Linked DNA regions of Arachis hypogaea: region 2 is linked to region 1. A link is a contact called in public Hi-C data. All regions are on one chromosome and are shown on one strand. Each heading gives the region's core, a stretch centred on a gene start, on an enhancer-like site or on the middle of the called end of the contact. The rest is flanking DNA. Distances are from core to core; before and after follow the strand shown. Region 1 holds the start of LOC112790285 (zinc finger protein CONSTANS-LIKE 16). Region 2 holds the start of LOC112790291 (kinesin-like protein KIN-14C).

What was found. Hi-C and Micro-C count contacts between places; a contact is called where the count stands out from the background.
Region 2: a contact with region 1 is called in a Hi-C map of an unstated tissue, with 6 times the contacts expected there. The contact joins the promoter of LOC112790291 here to the promoter of LOC112790285 in region 1. A contact is called at or near these places in 3 of 8 Hi-C or Micro-C datasets (leaf and an unstated tissue).

What each region holds. Positions count from the first base shown.
Region 1 is chr3:36,450,704-36,456,547 of arahy.Tifrunner.gnm2.J5K5, reverse strand. It overlaps LOC112790285 (zinc finger protein CONSTANS-LIKE 16), which reads right to left and starts at 2,506. Exons shown (of 2, transcript XM_025832614.3): 1 at 858-2,506; 2 at 158-766. The coding sequence starts at 1,901. The coding sequence ends at 506. LOC112790284 (lysM domain-containing GPI-anchored protein LYP6) reads right to left here. Exons shown (of 5, transcript XM_025832613.3): 2 at 5,590-5,704; 3 at 5,340-5,501; 4 at 5,178-5,209; 5 at 4,598-5,047. The coding sequence ends at 4,806.
Region 2 is chr3:37,142,910-37,148,921 of arahy.Tifrunner.gnm2.J5K5, reverse strand. It overlaps LOC112790291 (kinesin-like protein KIN-14C), which reads right to left and starts at 3,824. Exons shown (of 18, transcript XM_072232813.1): 1 at 2,750-3,824; 2 at 2,477-2,634; 3 at 2,286-2,381; 4 at 1,999-2,200; 5 at 1,648-1,781; 6 at 1,486-1,569; 7 at 1,324-1,401; 8 at 1,136-1,231; 9 at 996-1,025; 10 at 572-910; 11 at 403-484; 12 at 203-298; 13 at 1-116. The coding sequence starts at 2,870.

The DNA of each region.
Region 1 (5,844 bases), core at 1,257-3,756:
TTAACCACATCTGCATATAGCTTATTGTGAAAACTAGTTTGGTGGATTCGCATTGCTGAAATTAAACTTAGTATGTAAGCATGTTCATCTTTCTAATTAATATAACAACCACCCTCCTGTTTTTTACTTCTTCGTGTACATGGGACAAAGGAGTACATTAAACCGAAATCGTCACAAGCATATATATATATATGTAGATAATGTACAAACTAATTCAACAATTAACATCTGAACTTGATATATATATGTAGTAAACATTGTTAAATATCAGTAGCCTAGCTAGAAAGTTAACTGGGTAATGCATGCATCAACATAACCCGAATTCCTAAATCTGATTACCCAACTAAGAGACCTGCTAGAGATAGAGAGATTCAATCCCAAGCAACAACTTTAGCGAAACCTGACCTAGAATAATAGTGATATTATTATGTCACAGAAGCATTCCAGATTTGCAGAAAAAGCAAACAAGGAACTTGATTGAATGATTGATTGATGTCAGTCTCGCTCAGTTATAGGAGGGTTGAAAGGAAGATGTGGCTCCTCCAACAAGGCATGATCTCTTGACAAATCTACCTTTCATTCTAGGTCTCTTCTCCGCATTCAGTTTCCTCACTTCATATCTTATCTTCTTAGCAAACAAACGAGTCCTTCTCTTCTCTCTGTACCTAGATACTCTTGCTTCTCTTCCCCCATCTCCAACATGTCCCCTCACGCTTCTGCCATCCCCATAAGAAGAGCACTGATGAACATCTCCACCACTTGGATCCTGAAATTCACAAATATGTATGCGCATCTGCATCAAATACTAGTACAAAAATACATATACATAGACGGAGTAGAGAAGTACTAATAAGTACCAAGAAATTTAGCCAGGAATGATCATGAGGGTTGAACGGAGGAGGGGTTCCTGTTGTCCACGGAGAACCTTGGCTTGCCCAAGCATTTATAACCTCTTCATAGTTTAGTCTCAAAAATATGTCCCTCTTTTTCTCTTCACCAACACTATCACTATTATTACTTACTGGTGCGGCAGTGGTCGCCTTTTCCTCCGCCGATAAGAGCACCGATTCGATATTCCAATCAAATTCGTCATCGTTTGTGATGTCAAAAACTGACTGAAGATGACTTGCTGTATCTGAATCAAGCTCCTCATCCTTCACCTTTACCATTACCATTGCACCCTCCTTAATATTAATGGTGGTTTCGGCTCTAACGCATGCATCTTCTCTTTGAACTTCTTCTTTGCAATCAATTCCTAATGAATCTTCATCAATCCCACTTCCAAGCAGGGTTTCAACATCAGCAGCAAACTCAGCAAGATCCATATCCGATGGCAGAAACTCAGAGAAGCTCTCCAAGTCATCACAACAACCTCGTTCTTCGTGATTCTTCTCGTCCCTGACTTCACTGTACACATCATTGCAAAGCTCTGCATCGAAAGGGTCAAACACGGGCACGCGACACAGCAGCTGCTCCTCACTCTCATGATCATCCAGAAGAGCTGTTTCTTCAACTCCAAGCTCCGGCACAACGGGAAGAACACAAGCGGTGTTGAATAAAACTTGGTCCTTAAGCCTTTGTTGTAAGGCTAAGTGCTTGTTGTTGTTGTGGCGTGGTGTTCTTGCCTTGCGCGTGAACCCACTGTGCCATGCGTGTGCGGTGGTTACCTTGTTGGTGAGCTTGCACGACGCCGTTTGAAGCCTAACCCTCTCGTGCCTGCTCGCTAACTGGTTCGCGGAGTGGACCAAGTTGTCGCAGGCATGGCAGAGGAATGCATCATCTGCAGCGCAGAACCACCGTGCCCTCCTCCGTAAGCAGCTGTCGCAAGCCCTGGCCGTCTTGGCACCCAAGGCACTTGCAGTTGTTGCAGTTGCAGCTGCTTCTTTCATGTCTATGCTCATAGAAGAACTAAAAATAACAAACTTGTCAGAGCAATGAAAATGGCAGTTAGTTAGTGATTGCAAGTTGCAATTGCAACAGGAACTTTGCAAGGTGTTTAGTCTATTTATTTGGGGTACCCCCAAAATGATTCACTTCAATTCAATTATTTGTGTGTTGAGACTTGACAGTGTGGTGTGGGAGAAACCCTATACCATCCTATGCACTTTTGGTCATTTTGCTAATGGTCCCCGCAATTCGGGCTCATCCAACATCCCATTGGTTGGTGATTTCATGTTCATCTTGTTCTCTGAATTGTGATTGGTTGTGCTTGTAACAACGGGATTTCACATGGGCCCCACTTGGAGCTGCACCTGGTAAGTTTAAGTGTTTACTCGACTGTGTGTTATGGGCAGTGGTGAGAGTTAAATTTCTGAGTAAGACGCTTTTGTTGGGATCCACCCTATTGATTCAATAATTCCGCCTAAGACTTTAAAATTCCTGCTTGCGGTCCCCTACTCATGTTGCTTTCGCTTCCCCTCTCTCTTTCTCATACTTCTTTTCACCCATTAGATTCTCTTCGCCTTCCCTGCCTATTTTACATAATGTTCGTGCTTGACTCACCTTCAATTTTTATGTTTCAAAACCACATACACATAGTATTCATTGCCTCATCATTATTAGTTTCCTTTCTTTGCTCTACAGAAGTTGATCTAATTGATGAAACTAAAAGGGGATAATTAAGATTGTTGTGTATATCCTAATGTCAAGAAACGGATAAATTTCTTACCATTGGGTTCAAATTTTACAAATTGGTCATAACTCATAACTCATTTATTTGGTAACAAATTAGTTTCTCTGCCGATATGTTATCTGTTTATGGTTAACTCAGAATTGCATGCATGAAAGGCAATACTGATGTAACAGAAAGCACATAAGTCTACACAACCTATACAAATCAACCGAGGTGGCCGTTGATATTATAGGAGTCAGTCCAAAATCCAAATAATAGATCACCATGAATTTTATTATATATTTATTTTCACAGTAAATTTTAAATATACCAAAGCCACATGATGGATGTGTATGTATATATATAGATTCAATTTTTTGGGGGTTCCATCGGATATGCAGAATTCTCCAACATGTATTCTTGTCACTAAATTCTCTATTGTCTATATATATCCTTATCAGGGAAGTTAACAGCTGACGAGGAAAAAAAGAGGGGACAAAGGCAAGTAAAGATAGAACAAACTTAGCTTTGTGTGTTACTATGCAATAACTAGTGCCATGTGGCTAAATATTAATTAGGAATCTTAGCATAATGTAAATATCAATGTGATGATGGTATGGGTATACATTTTAAAATCTTGAAGTGATGGAAAAGTAGAAGCGAATTATCTGATGACACCTGTGTTTTGTTCAAACGACCTCATGAATGCAACTTATCGTTCAGATAGATATTCTTGCTAGAATTGGGGCAAGATATTATTGCCAAAACCTGTTGCTTGTGATGATGCTTATAAGCCATAACTATCAACTTTATCCAAGCCTACCAGTGTTTGTAGTTATTATTTCTTAGTCATATTTGCGCGTATTTATCAGAATCAATATGGTCTACCTTCAGACACCAAAAAGAAGAAAAAAAGTATGGTCTAGCTTCGAAACCTGGTACTTATGTATAAGTTATGTCTGTCCTGATACTTTTATTATGTAATGTTAGGGTAAACTAATATAATATCCAAAAATTCGTACAAATGATAAAAATAGTTCTGATATATAAACGATAAATAAGTTTTGAACAATTTAAAAATATAACAAAAAAATCTAAAAAAATTTCAATCATTCAGCAAAAAAAATCGAAAAACATTTTTTTGGTATAAAATTATCAAATTTTTAAAAAAATTATCTTTTTTAATTATATTTATAAAAATATATCAAAATCTAATTTGTAAAATTTATTTTAAAAATATATATTTAATATTTGATATTTTTATTATAGTTTTAAATCTTTTAATAATTTATTTGTCTTTTTATCTTTTAAAATTATTTTTTATCAACAATATAAATAACTTTTAAGTATGTTTTAATAGTTTACCCTTATTATTATACTTAGACGCTATACTTCAATTAATAAAATTCTATTTAAACTAAGAGGTCACTATATAAATTATAATGATGAGTCTTAAATAAACACATACACATTTTTCTTATTCCTATGAGTAGAATTTATTTGTACTTCTTGTCGTTTATATTTCAATGGAAAATCTAGTCTTATAACGAAATGTAGAATTATACTTACGAAAAACGTAAAAGTATATCGGAATATCAGTATTTCAATAAATTGATTTTAATTATATATATTATATATATTTTTTATAATTAAAATTAACGATTAACAATTATTAAAACACATAGTATACTTGAAATTTTTTCTATACTTAAATAAAAACTCGAAAACAGAATATTGTTAGCATGTATGAAACATGATAATTCTATTTGAATTTTCTACTAGTACTATTTCAAGCAGGTAGTCAGCTTTTTCTATATTCTCTGGAGAGGAGTATTAGAGAATTAATAATTTTTGTAATTTGTAATTATTAAATAGTTATCAATGATAATTTTAATAATGTAAAATTATTTATTTTTTTTATTGATTACATACTGATCAAAAATTAATAAAATTAACCAAAAATTAATAAAATTACTCACCCTAAACTTTTCCTTGTCTGAAACATTATTGGATTTTATTATCAGGTCAATACTCAGAATTGAGAAACACAAGTGGATAATGAAATGTAAAATGTGAGATGCAGAGGAATCTGTGTTTACACTAGTACCATTGCATTGGGAAGAACAAGTGCAGCATACCACATGATTTAGGACGATTTATTCATTACAAATCAGCATCATCAACATACACTTGATCAGATTAAAAAACAAAGTAGAAGCATTGGGAATAACAAGTGTAGCATACGACAGATGAGTGAGAACAGATGGAGCCTTCTCTCATGGTCATAGTCATAGTTATAGGCATGAGTCATTAGAGCAGCCTCAGAAACAGGCAAGGGGAATAGGCTTGGGCTTGGGCCTGGAGACAAAACAAATGGGTCTGCCAAATATGGTGCTGAGGGTTGCCAACATGTTGCTCCACTAGAGCTTTTATTATCTGCCCAAAAGAACACAGATAAAATAAAATTAATAAAATAAAGACATTAAAGAATGATAAAATAAAAAAAAAACATTTCACATCAGAATTCTGAAATTTCTGCTGCTCTTGCTATATATGAAGAAGTTACCCGGACATTGCAGATAAGAAGAGTTTATCAGACTGCAAAATTCAAAACAAAGAACGTGTTGCTACAAGAAGACAAAAAAACTTGAAGCCAAAATAGAAAATTTTTTTTGGGTAGGTCTTTAGGATTCTGCTATGCAGAGGTTTATTGAATTTATTTGCTTACCTACTCAGAATTTTTCCACCCCTATGGCCACGGTACACACATTGGGTGACATTGCATCCAGCATTGGAATATTCCAGATGTTCATCCCCAATAGCAAGATTGGATCCCTTGCAACGTAAATTATAGCAAGGTACATCCATTCCAGAAGGAAAACATTGCATCCTAGCCATATTCAAGACATAGCTTATCGATCAACAAGCATTAAAATTCGTTATTGTTACTAAGAGTGAATTTGCATATGGTTGCTTACTTGAGACCCTGTGGAGCACAAGTGCATTTAATACAGTTGGTGGCAGTTAAAGCATATGAGCCATTTGGGACTATCAAACTCTCATTGTACCAATTCAGAGTAGCTGATGAACATGCTGCAAAGGACGTTACAATTTTCTACACAAGATATGTCATCAATCATTATAGGTGTGATTACTCACACAAGGATTAAATAATTTGACATGTTTGGCGTGTAAGTAAATATAGTAGTTCTTAATGTAACTTTGTATAAGAT
Region 2 (6,012 bases), core at 2,575-5,074, 690 kb before region 1:
TTGCTTAGTGGGATTTGCCACAACCAAATTATCCTCTCCAATGTGTTCTATAATGGACTGTTTTTCTTTGGCCCCAGCAGTAAATGGTTTAATGCGACAATACACTCTGATGTTTCCTGCATCCAAAAAGAAAGAAATTATGTGAATTCCCTATTCGCCTACATTGGATGATCCCTAATAAAAGTAGCAAAGATAATGGCACCTTTTAATTCTTGGATTTCATTGAACAATTTTCGATTTTCAGCCACAACAACCTGATAGTTCTCGGCTGCATGCGCCAGTGATTTAAGATTTACACCTGAGCGGTTTAAAATAAAATGATTAACAGCTTCTTGTTAACCAAAGTGTAAAATAAAATAGGAAGAGTGAGCGCTAACATGACATGGGAACAACAGAACATACCTAATTGATTACACTCCTCTGCATAAACCTTTTGCTCTTGCATAACATCTTGCTTAATGGACTCCCAAGATAATTTCATTTTCTGCAAGTTTTCAAAAATTTGCACACAAGATTATAATGCTTAGCATCGTGAATATCATATTTGACATTAACACATTTGTAAGCGTACCTCTAGGTTACTAGATTGAAAATTTACAACGTTTAGCATCTGGTTCTTTTTCATGTTCCACTTGTTATATTTTGAAACATAAGAAGACTCAAGCTCTTTACACTTATTGCGCCATTCTTCTAATTGCTGCTCATATGCTTTAGTTTTCTGTTCTATTTCTGCTTTAGCTTCCATAGCCTCTACTTCTAATCGTGAGCATTTTAATTCAAGTGCTTTTTTTCTTGTTTCTAAATCTTCGGTCAATGCTGAAATTTCCAAAATTTTGTCCTCCTGCTTTTTCATGGACCTTTCAAAATCCCTGTCATCAGGCTTATTTTCTTCCACTGCGAACTTCTCAGCCTGCACTTAACACGAATATGCGAATGAAAACCTCTTTTCTAAGAGGTGTATATGTTGCTAATCACGCAAAGTAAGAAAACATTACTTTTCGCAGATGAAGCTGGCTAGCAATGATCTGTTATACAAAGTTCCCTCTGATAAATAGAAACTCTAACAAATTTGGAAAGAATTTAAAAGGGATACAGTTCTGACATAACGAGTACTAGACAGAGTTACTTATGATACCTCATCCTCTTCTATATTATTTCCAGTCGCAAGCGCCTCAAGTACTCTAATTCTGGATTGATACTTTTCTTCACGAACCTTGAAAAGATTGCTTTGCTGATGGCACAGGACAGGGCAAGAAAGTGATATGATGAAATCAATGCAGAAAGAAAAACAAGTCAAAGTAGTAATGAGTGTATTTGGCATACAGTTCTTGAATGTTCTGCTTGGGCTGACATGCGGCGCTCAAGCTCCTGGGAAACTTTTCTCAACAAGCAGGCGACGCGCTGAATAAGAATCATAAATATTAATGAATGAACGAAACGAGCGATGTGCAACACAAACCAGAAATCTGTTAAGGCCATACATACATAAGGCATTTCACCATTTCGTTTTTCAACGGTTTCTTCAAGAATACCATTCACAACACCCAGAAGTGACTGAGTTGGTGCATTCTGCAACATCAGATACTGCAACATATGAATGATGTTGTATTACATTCATACCAACGTGCAAATGTGGATTGAACTCACGTCTAAACTGACTGATTTGACCATTTCTGATATTTTTGTTGGAGAAAGATCTGCATAACTTTCTTCTTTCCCTTGAAACACCTCAAACCCCTCGTGGAACTTGTGACCCTGGTGCAGTAATGAAGTTGGTGACTCTGCAATGAGTAACACTTGATGAATTGCAGGATAGCAGATACATATCTCAGGATGGAGACTCATGTATAGTTATCTTAATGTGAAGTTAATAGCTAAGAACCATTAGACAATTTGATATATTTGACTAAAACTGCTATCTAACAGTTTTCAACTATCAAATTTATGCGAAGACAACTGCATGCAAGTTTTATGTCTTAGGAGATATGTTTTTTCCACCTGTCAAGAATGGGCTACTCAGGGAACGATGGTGCTTTGTGGTCGTCTCGAATGATGGTGGAAATGGAACACTGGGAGCTGTAATCCCGTGAGGGCTTCCTACTTTGGAATTAGTGGTAGAAGAATTGTTATCCCAGAAAACATTCTGCAAACTCTTTGCTCGGAGTGATAACAAGCAATCCACAACGACCTTCATGGATCCCTACACAAATACCAATTACATCAACATTTATGCTGTCCTGTATATAAGATCTATGCTAAGAAGTGAGAATGCAGGTGTCTTATACCTTCTCCAGGTCTGATATTGAAAACTGAGGCAATCCCAATCCATCCATAGCTTTCAGAAACGATTTTAGATTTTCTTCATGATCAAATTCACTAACCTACAAAAGGGAAGCTAAGCCAAACTGAGAGAGAGGTAACATCTAAAATCAATAGTTAATGCTAATTAATTCCCGCTTAAAAAAATTAGTATTACCACCGGGACGGAACCTGGGCGAAGCTTGTTCAGTATCTGACACAAAACGATACCATCCCTCAAGCATGCTCTTAAGACATCGTCCGTGATATTTATCGGTAAGTTCAGTGAAGGAAGAAGGGTAGATATCCATTGAACCAAAAGCAATCGATGTTTCGCTGAAAATAATTAATAATGTTCAAGTAATAAAACCCTTGAGCTGAGGAGTACATCAAATGCAAATTATTAGTAATTACTAAGAAGGGGTTAAGTCCCATCTTCCATCGATCATACCTTCAACCTCGCCATGAATAGAGACTATAAAACCATTTTTACAAATTCCAGTAGAAATGGGCTTTGGGCTGCCCATTTCTTTGGATTCTGTATTGTGGTTCTCTGATGTGGAATTATTCATTACTAGCTATGTCCCTGGAGGAACAATCAACCTCAGATTTTCATTGAGCCATGTTTCAACCAAATTCGCAAGGAATCGTCACATTTCCTGTAAAGCTCTCCAAAGCTGAAATTAATATCCAATCCATCCCGAACCGAAGTTGAAGTTAGAACTTAGAATCACGGTAGTGTAAACTAATTATATCACAGAATGCAACGCAATGTAAACAAGACAAACTATCTAATAGAGGGCATTTTATCAATCAATCAAATAAGCAGATCGAGGGCCAGAAAATGTGTCATCTATTTAACAGAAAAAGCAAAAATCTTAATGCAACTATAATTAATTGGATTGAGGGATGAGCACATGCCATCATCTTCCCAAAGAAGAAATATTGAGAAGCTGGTCACGGAAGGCCGGTGCTGAAGAAAACAAATTTATTGTGCATGCGATATGGATGCCGAAATCCAACGCTGCATGTTAAATTTCAAAGATTTCATTATAACTTTAATTTAATTTTCATAACAATTTCTCATTGCCATTTAACAGGATCCCGGAGAACCAAAAAGCAAGAGGAAAAAAAAAGAAGAGAAGAGAGTCAAAAGAGGAGATCGAGTCCATTCAATTACCAGATTTTTACAAATTAATTCATCACATATATTTTTTTTTTTGTTATCTATTGTTGAGGAATGTTACGTGCGTTACGTTGGTGGGAAAGTGCGAAAAGAGAGAGCGGGAAAGAGAAGATCAGAATAGTGGCGGGAGAATAGGCGAGGAAGTCTCTCTCTGTACCAGCGCCACACAACCAACCGCCAAACCACGCAACTTATACACGCATGCCACGTGTCAAACGCTACTTTTCTGTTGTCGTTGCTAAGACCTTCTTCCTTTCCTCAAAGAAACAGTCTTCGATCTTAGACTCCATTCTTACTTGCTATTTTAACGAGTCATATGCAGAAATAAAAAAAAAGAGTATACCAAAAAAAAAAAAAAGAAAAAAACTGTTAATGCCTTTTATTGAGTCATGTGAATGCACATCTTATTTTGTATATACTATGTACTATATCATAATTCATAATCTTGGACATATGGACATTTCGTCTTCTGTTTGTTTCATTCTTTATTCTTTTTGGTTAACATTCTATCTGTTGTTAGCCAAATATATTTTCTTTTCAACTGTTTAACTTTCATGAAATTATAACAGAATTTCTACAAATAAGTAATAATACAAGAATTTAAAAGAGTTTTACATATATAAGTAATTAATTTTTGAGAAATTCTTCATATACAAGCGTTTTTACATACAAGTCATACAAGTCATTTATTTCTTCTTCTTTTTCTTTCTCCATGCCTCCTCTTTTTCTTCTCCTTCTCCTTTTTTTCCGTGCCTCTTCTTCTTCTTTTCCGTGCCTCTTCTTCTTCTTCATCTTCTTCGTTTTTGAAGTGTTTCATCTTCATCATCGTGTTTCTCCTCGTTCTTTTTGACTGCACGTTTTTCATCTTCTTCCTCCTTATCTTCTGTACCTTCTTCTTCTTCTTCTTCTTCTTATACGTTCTTCTTCCTCTTCTTCTTCTTCTTCTTCTTCTTCTTTTCTTTCGTTTCTTGCCTTCTCTTTCTTCTTCTTCATTTACGTGCTTTTCTCTCTGTTTTCTTTCTTCGTTATTCTCGATTTCCATTATTTTTTGACATCAAGCTTTGAAATCGTTTTTGAAGAAGAAGAAGCAGCAGAAGATGATGAGAAAAAAGAGAAAGAGTTCTAAATTATGCATAAGGTGTACTTCAACGAATTTTGGGTGTTCTTAAATTCTTTGGGTGTATTTTCATAATCCTTTTGGTGTATTTCTGTAATCCTTTGGGTGTATTTCTATAATCGTTTAGGTGAATTCCTATAACCGTTTGGGTGTATTTCTGTAATCCTTTGGGTGTATTTCTGTAATCGTTTGGGTGTATTTCTGAAGTTCCATTATCTTCAAAACGATTTCAAAGCTTGATTCCAGAAACCATGAAAATCGAAAAAAAAACGAAGCAAGAATATCAGTGATAAACGCAGATAAAACAACGAATGAAAAGGCAAAAAGAGAACGCACGAAGGAGATCAAATTTGGCAAGAAACACGTTTTCATGGAGGAAGAAGAAGAAGAGTAGGAGAAGAAGAATGAGAAGAAGAATGAAGAGGAGGAGGAGAAGGAGGAACGCAAAACACGCCATGAAAATCGTATATGGGTCAGCGTGCTTTTTGTTAAGTTTCTCCTAACTTATATGACTTGTAAACCAAATTACTTGTATGTGTAGCACTCCTTTTAAATTTTATATTTAAAACTAAAAAATTATCTAACCATATAAATATGATTTGTTTTTGTGACTAACCGTATAAATATGATTAGTTCACCGTATAAAATTTTTTACGCTGCATTAAAATTAAGTTCATAATGCAATATATTACAGTGATTTTTTGATATTCCATCGAATTGACATTCATCAACAGCCTAAAGTTTGGGGATTTTGTTCAAAATCTAAATTGAGAGTAGAATATACTCTCATCTTATAGGTACCAATCAAAGAAGCGGACCAAAAAAAAAGGGGTTTAAAGGCATTTTTATGAGCAAACATTGTAAAGAAATATGTTGAATACATATACATCTTATGCTGAAATCTTATGTCGGCTTCACTCTGATCATTGTCCTATTTTATTAAGGTGCCATAGTATTTCTCAGCCAAAGGGAGATATGCCATTCCATTTCCAAGCTGCCTGGAGTACTCACCCTTCCTTCAAGCAAGTTGTACAAAATGCATAGAGTGGTAATAATCATAGTATCTTTACAAATTTAAATGCTGTTAAGCAAGGGTCCTTGGACTTTAATGCTAAGGTCTTTGGTAATATTTTTGCTAAGAAGAGGAATTTAGAGAATCGGATCAGCGCCATGCAAAAGAGGTTGGAGGTGACTGATGTTCTTTCATTAAGGATTAAAGAAAAGGAACTTAATGAAGATTATAACCGCATCTTGCTTCAAGAGGAGTTGTTTTGGTTTCAAAAGTCAAGAGAACAATGGGTGCGGTTTGGTGACAGAAACACCAAGTTCTTCCACCTTCAAACATTGGTTCGCAGGATATTTAATAAGATTAACGGGCTATTTATTTCTGATGGTTCTTGGTCTACAGATT